Linked DNA regions of Mus musculus: region 2 is linked to region 1. The links are chromatin contacts, called in public promoter capture Hi-C maps. All regions are on one chromosome and are shown on one strand. Each heading gives the region's core, a stretch centred on a gene start, on an enhancer-like site or on the middle of the called end of the contact. The rest is flanking DNA. Distances are from core to core; before and after follow the strand shown.

Evidence for each region. Promoter capture Hi-C pulls out the DNA fragments that hold promoters and counts their contacts.
Region 2: a promoter capture Hi-C map of neural stem cells shows a contact between it and region 1. The contact joins the enhancer-like site here to the promoter of Nfe2l3 in region 1. A contact is called at or near these places in 3 of 39 promoter capture datasets (embryonic stem cells and neural stem cells), 2 of 484 Hi-C or Micro-C datasets (the G1E-ER4 cell line and pro-B cells), 1 of 115 datasets of contacts at active chromatin or transcription factors (pancreatic cancer cells) and 2 of 9 other capture datasets (adipose tissue and liver).

What each region holds. Positions count from the first base shown.
Region 1 is chr6:51,430,921-51,434,399 of GRCm38.p6, forward strand. Nfe2l3 (nuclear factor, erythroid derived 2, like 3) reads left to right here and starts at 1,749. Exons shown (of 4, transcript NM_010903.2): 1 at 1,749-2,493. The coding sequence starts at 1,987.
Region 2 is chr6:51,579,441-51,582,920 of GRCm38.p6, forward strand. It overlaps Snx10 (sorting nexin 10), which reads left to right. Exons shown (of 7, transcript NM_001127349.1): 4 at 410-510; 5 at 862-960. Among named protein-coding and RNA genes, the nearest start is that of Snx10, 57 kb to the left of the region's middle. Within about 2 kb of position 1,506, at least 23 of the 459 cell types and tissues checked have an H3K27ac peak or open chromatin away from gene starts, as enhancers often do. A contact at or near this core is called in neural stem cells, where this site is marked.

The DNA.
Region 1 (3,479 bases), core at 499-2,998:
TCAGTCTATAAAAAGCTGAATGTGGCAGACATTTACTGAGCCAAGATCATCCCAGTATCACCCCCATCCCCATAAACGCACCCTCATTCCCAATCACTCAAGACTTAAAGCAGAAACACCTTCTGCCTGGCATGGCAGTACACTTCTTGTCATTCTCATACTAGGGAGGCAGGGGGTTGGAACATATGAGTCCAGCCAGGAATACACATTGAGACATTGTCTCAGAAAACCAAGGACTGGATATGTCTGTAGCTCTGGGCAGTCTATCCCTAGCAACTCCTAAAAACAAAAATCTTTGCTTCTACTTTTGCTGGACAAGATTTGTCATACTAGATAGCCCCTGGGGAGAGAGAAAAGGAGGAAGGGAAAGAGGGAGGGAGGAAAGGAGAGAAGGAGGGAAGAAGAGAGAGGAATGGAAAGAGGGAGGGGAAAAGGGAGGGAGAGACCTCCAGGAAGAAAGAGAGGGAGGGAGGGAAAGAGAGAGAGAGGAAAGGAGAGAAGGAAGAAAGGAGAAAGGGAGGAAGGGAGAGAAGGAAGGGAAGGAGGAGAGAGGGAAGGAGGGAGGGAGGGAGAGGAAAGGAGGAAGAAGGGAGAGCATCTTACAAATTTTCTAAGTTGACAAACCCTAAGTGGGGCTAGGTTCCCCAGGGGGAACCAGGAGGGCTTGGTAAAATCTCCACTTGCAAAGCCCATGTTGGGTACTGTGTAGGTACAAAGGTGAGCCAAACAGGTTCCTGGCCCTCAAGAGTTTACAAGAGTCAAGTCATACTAACCCTCGGCCTCTGTAAACCACAAAGTAGAATAGGCCAAGTGCTGCAATGCTGGCAGCTGGGGAAAGCTCTGTGGGAGAACAGATGGGAGAGAGATTAATCCCATATGCTGAATATTCAGAGGATGGAGCTTTAGGGGGCTACCCCTTAGAAGATGAGGGGGCAACAACCCACAGATAATAGAGTACTTCCTGCCTGTGCTTGATGGTTTGCCCGAATCTCCGGAAAGACACATAAAGTGAAATTTTGCCTAAGTTCAACCTAGAAAGCAGTGTTGGGGCTGGTGGATTTGAACACACACAAGTCCTGTAGAGCTGGTATTCTCAGCCCTCAGGTATGAAGCAAAAATGCCATGAGAGAAGACTAACAATTTGCAAAGTATGTCTAGGGAATAGTGAAGACTCTGTAAAGGTGTAGATATGTGCATGTGTCTATATAATATTCTTTCACTGAAAAGGAGGCTTGGAATCTGTATCGATTCCTGACTTTCGTAGATTTCATCTGATCTCCCTGAATCCCTATTTGGGGTACTATTCTCCTTGTTTTGCCGACAAGGAAACAGAAACACTGATTATTAAGAAACCCTCGCTGTCTGGTGATGGGGGTGCAATCTGAATTTAGGGTCTACTCCTCTTACCCTCCGTGCTGGCCAGTAGTTGCCCACCTGTGACCACTTGTGCTTAGTGCTCAAAACTGGCTACTTTCTCCCTAGTTTAAACATCCTTGTCTCCTCCCAACTTCTCCAACTTTCCTCCACTCCCACCCATAGGTTTTTTCAGCTAGAGTGGTCCAGGTCACTACCACAGGGCTGCCAGGGGCATCTGGGAGCTTTAAATCTGCTTCCATTCCAAAATGCTTTGAAACTCCTCCTATAAAGAGGCCTGGAGCCCAGAACAGATATGAGTGTGTCCCAGGGGCTGTGCCTGCGGCTCGGGGCGGGGCGAAGTTTGAAGGGGGCGGGACTTAACTGTGGGCGTTGCCAGGCAATGGGGCGGGTTCTGAGAGCTGGGTGTTGCAGGTGTCTCCTCCGCCTCTCTGGGTCCCCGGCCGCGCCAGGCACTGTGTGGGCAGCCGAGGGAGCGCCTTTGTGCCTGGCTGGGGTGAGGCTGCAACGGCCCCTTGTACGCCCTGGTCCATTGTCTTTTCGGCTGGTGCCACAGGGGCGGCTGTAGTGCCAAGCCGGGTGGACACAGGCATCCCCGGCGCACCGTGGGAGATGAAGCTCCCGAAGCCTTGGTGGGCGGGCGGCGGCCTCCTGCAACTCACGATTCTGTTGAGCTTGGTAGGGCTCCGTGTGGACCTGGACCTCTTCCTGCCGCCGCCGGCCGCCGCACTTTGGGAAGAGCTGCTCCCACTCTGCCCCACCCGCCCCGCCTCGGCTTCTAACCCCTTCTCGGCTTCGGAAGGCTGGGAACGCACCCCCCTGCTACCTGCCAAAGGCCGGCTGCTGCACGAAGTGCGCGCGCTCGGGGTCCCCTTCATTCCCCGCACCCGCGTGGACGCGTGGCTAGTGCACAGCGTGGCGACTGGGAACGCAGACGGGGCCCACGGGCTGCTCGGCACCGCCGCCTCGTCGGCCGTGGGAGACGGCGGCCAGTCAGCATCCGCGGGCGGCGGGGACCCCCGAGCGGCTCATAGCAGCCCTCTGGCCGCTGAGGAAGAGGAGGAGAAGGCGGCCGAACCGACGGCGCAGGTGCCAGATGCAGGCGGATGCGGGAGCCAGGTAACCTAAAAAAACGCAAGCGAGAAGCACGTCTACGCCCTCCAGGGCAGAAAGAACTGGCCCCGAGCTCTAGGGTCCCGATGACTAGGCAGGGTCACACCCGGGCTCTCTTTTCTCCCTACTCTAGGTAGTTACAGGTTGCGGGACAAATGTGCCCCGCCTCCTTTTGAATGAAGAGGGTGAGTTCTGGGGATTTGCTTTTAGGGAAAGTGTATGAAATCCATTGCGTGCAGAGACCACCCTTCCTTGTGTTTGATGGCTGTGGAGGGTATTTTGGTAATGGGGAAGCTAGAGGGAATGGTGCTGTCTGGACGTGGCCTTTAATCGTACCCCGAATGCATTAAGATGCCTTGATGGGGAACCTGTACCGGAGTAGAGAATATGAAGGAGGCCTCAGCCCCTGAGAAGATGTGCATCTCTCTGAAGAACCACGCACCTAAGCCGAGACACGATCCTTGCCCTGAGTTTAAACGTTTGTGGATGTGTTGTTGTGCTCCTGGACTAAGTAGGCTCGGTGTTCAGTGCAGGTGGTCTCTCTGTGATCTACCATCCCACCCTTGCCTGAGAATACTCCCTAATGGGACGTGTGAAATCCATAATTGACATAAACATGACACGTAGTAAGTTCCCTTTGGTTGCCGGTGCTCCCCTGCAGCTGAACTTTTTGTTTCTAAACAGTTCTGCAAGATCTGTGGGCGAAAACCTCAGGAAAGACCTGGCAACTAAAGCGCTCCTGTCTCCCAGGGGGTGCGGGTGGGGGGGGGGGGGAACTGGCTCCCTTTTAGGCCCAGTGCTTGAGGTTAACTGATGTCAATCCACAAGTGTTTGTAGGAGGTTGTTTTTGTGAAAAGCAGTCTTGTGCAAAATGGGAATTGGAACTAAACTGGTTTGTTTGCGGCTGTTCAAAATCACCGTTTGTGTAGGCAGTTGTCTGACGGGCTCCTCCACCCTTTCTTGGAGGGGTCATTGCGAGAGGTGCTAGTGAT
Region 2 (3,480 bases), core at 256-2,755, 150 kb after region 1:
CACTGTGTAATCCAGGCTGGATTTGAACTCAGTCCTCCTGCCTCCTGCCTGAGTCTGAGATGACAGGGTGGGCAAACATGCCCACTGGAGTTTTCCTTAGTGATCCATCCTTGGAAACAATGCTTGTCGTTAGGAGAGCACAGGCCTCCCTCCTTCAGGAGTCTGGTCAGGGGAGGGCCATGCCCACCCAGGGCTAACACTGCTCATTCCTGTCGTCATGGCTTCTTCTGGGACTGAGACTGATAAGCTACATGAAAGATTTTGCAGTGCACACATAAATGCACACATGTCTCATGGCTTGCACACTACTTAGAGTAGTGAGGGTAACATCATGAGATATAATATATATATATTAAGAAAGTGCTTTTTCCCCTTAGGTGAGGCTCATGTTTTTTCTGTTTCTATACAGACAAATAGCATGTGTTTTACAATGAAAACATCTTGTGTACGAAGAAGGTATAGAGAGTTCGTGTGGCTGAGGCAAAGACTCCAAAGCAACGCGTTGCTGGTGTAAGTGACTTAAAGTTTAAATTACCGGGAGCCATGAGTCTAGTTCTGCTGAAAGTTGATAGCGTTAAGATGCGTGAGGTAAGAACAGGGCACAGGCGTGCTTCCTTTGTGCCTTCTGCATCTGAATTTAATATCCATCTCTTAGCTTTACCAGCCTTTATGGATATTAATCACGAATGGCCCCCAGAAGTGTTTAAAGACAGATTCTCCTTTAAATTAATATCACACGACAATAATTAGGTGATAGCTGTGTGATGATTATTACCGTGCACAGCACGCATGCCTTCATGTTGAGCAATGTCTGTAGCTAAGTCACTGTGATTGGTGATCGACTTTTCTCTTTCTTATCAGACAATTACCAGAACTTCCGTCTAAAAACCTGTTTTTCAACATGAACAATCGCCAGCATGTCGACCAACGCCGCCAGGGCTTGGAAGATTTCCTCAGAAAGTAAGTAAGGGCCTGCACCAGGCAAGGGATGTGGACAGAGCGGGTCTGTGTGGGAGATGATAGCTCTGATTGCTGGCCACCGACATTTATAGCCTGTGTTAGAGCGCCATCTTGTGGCTGGCATCGAATGGTACAGATGTGAACAGCGCTTGCAAATAATGCATGTCTGAATCAGAATAAACACATGGTCTCTTAAGAGCACAGTAGATACAGCGCCAGCATACACATCTGAGGCAGGAGGATTTCTGTGAGTTTGAGGCCAGCCTAGGCGTTGCAGTAAGTTCTAGGCCATTCCTTGTCAAACAAATAAAACAAATAAATATCCCAAAACAATAACTAACCCAGGCAAACAGCAACCAAGGTAAAGCAGATGGCAAGTTACGCAGGAGTCTGGCTGACAAAAGTCTCCCAGGAGATAAGCGTGCCTTGTGTTTACAGGAAACACTTCTTTAAAACTAGCTTCAGATACAGCAGTTAGAACAGCCTGGACGACCCTTCTCTGACTGCATGGCTCAGTTCGTCCTTGCAGAGGGCCGTTTGTCAAGTGCGTGTGTCGTCTGAGTGGTCTCAGTAGGTTGACTCTGGTTTCTGCGATGGGGCACGCTTCCACCCTTCCCCGGGAGCTGCCTGGAGTCCAGGCCACCAGAACTTCCCGTTGTCTCACCCCCTCCCTAGAGGCCTGACACTCACGGATTTGCACACAGATGCTGAAGCTGGGCTGCTGGGGTTCAAATCCTGGGTCTGCCACTTAAGTAGCTGGGAGTCAGGCAAGCCTTTTCCTTTCTCTGGGCCTATGTTGTCCCATCTATAAAACAGGGACAATGATGGCCCTTCCCCCATAAGGGCCGAGACAGGTAAGCGGGCTGAGAGCTGCAGAGCACTTACATAGTGTCTGACAACCTGATTTCTGAGTGTTGGCAGTTATTATTATTTTAGTACTCAGGGCTGAAACAGCTGTGAGCTTGCTTTTCCATCTTGTAGACAAGGAGACAGGCGAGTACAAGTTAGAGGCAAGGCCCCAACTGTCCGTTCTTCTGGTGGCTTTGGGATCTGAAATTACCTCCTTTTGAGTTCACTAAGTAGGACCCCGAGCTGCTCTGAAGTAGCACGCTGCTTTTCCCACGTGGCTCGCTTATAAAGGGCCTGGGTACTAAGTGTGCACATGAATATTAATATCTGTTTCTATTAGATTGGCACGGTGCCTTTCCTTCCAGGAGGTCCCTAGGACACGCAGAAAGCTGGGAGCTGATGAACTGCGGACAGGGAGGACTGACACTGGAGTGACCCCTGTGAAAAGCCCAGAGGAGCTGTTAGATGAGCTGAGGCCTCTGAAAACATCACAGCAGGGTCCTTTGTCATGTCACAGGTGTGACAGAACAAAGCGCTGGTCCAGACTTTCATCATTTCTCCCTTAGGGACAACTGGGTTTATATTATTATTATTATATATTTATATATAAATAATATATATTTATATGTTTTAATAATATATTATTTTAAAAATATAATTATTTTTATTTCATGGACATTCATGTTTTGCCTGCATGCATGGCTGTGTGTGGGTGTCAGATCCCCTGAAACTGGAGTTATAGGCAGTTGTGAGCTGCCATGTGGGTGCTGGGAATTGAACCCAGGTCCTCTGGGGGGATCAGCCAGTGCTCTTAACCCTCGAGCCATCTCTCCCGCTCCTAGGGAGAACTCTGTTAACTGTCGTCTCTAAGGTGCCCAGTGGCGAATGGCTCTCCCTTGAGATGGAGCTCACGTTTGCAGAGCAGCCTCTATTCTGGAAGCTGCTCTATGGGAGCCACAGTGTGGCCTTGTGGCCCGAGCAGGATGGGGGAATCCCATAGGCCAGGCTAGCCCTGGGGCTGGGGGTAGGGGAGTAGTGGGTGGGCGCTGTTGGGCTATTGCAGGTTCAGGGACAGCAGGTGTCTGTGTTTATGTCACTAGGGAAATGCAGGCCACTGATCACTCCTCCGTGGCTGGCCTTTTTAAAGTGTCATGTCATCTAGACTGGCCTCAAACCTGTGTACCGGAGTCTGGTCCTGATTGCCTGCCCAGACTGGGATTACAGGTGTGCACCACCGTGCCCGGCTTCCAGGGTTTGCTCCCTGCAGTGCTTTTAAGCACTGAACTTTGACAGCACTGTGCCAGTATCTGCTCCCGTGGGGACTGAGCTGCTGCAGAGGTGTTTCTGTACTGGGTATTGTTTGAATGTGGCTTTGTCACATGTCACAGAGGAGAACATCCTGCTTCGAGAGCTCAAGGAACTTGGGTCTCCCATCAGCCCTGGCTCTTGATGTTTTCCAAGCCATGGAACCCAGACTCTTTTTTGAGTCCCTTAATTCCTTTGGTTGTCTGTGGAACGGAGTGGTATAGCCAGAGCATTGCTCTCCTTGCTGGGAGTTGTGTTGTTCAGACAGTTAACGACCTGGAAAGGACTCTGAAAAGGACGCGCTGACCTTTCACCCAACAGCCCCGTGCCAGGGATGTAGGCACAGGCACGTTATTCATCCCTAGA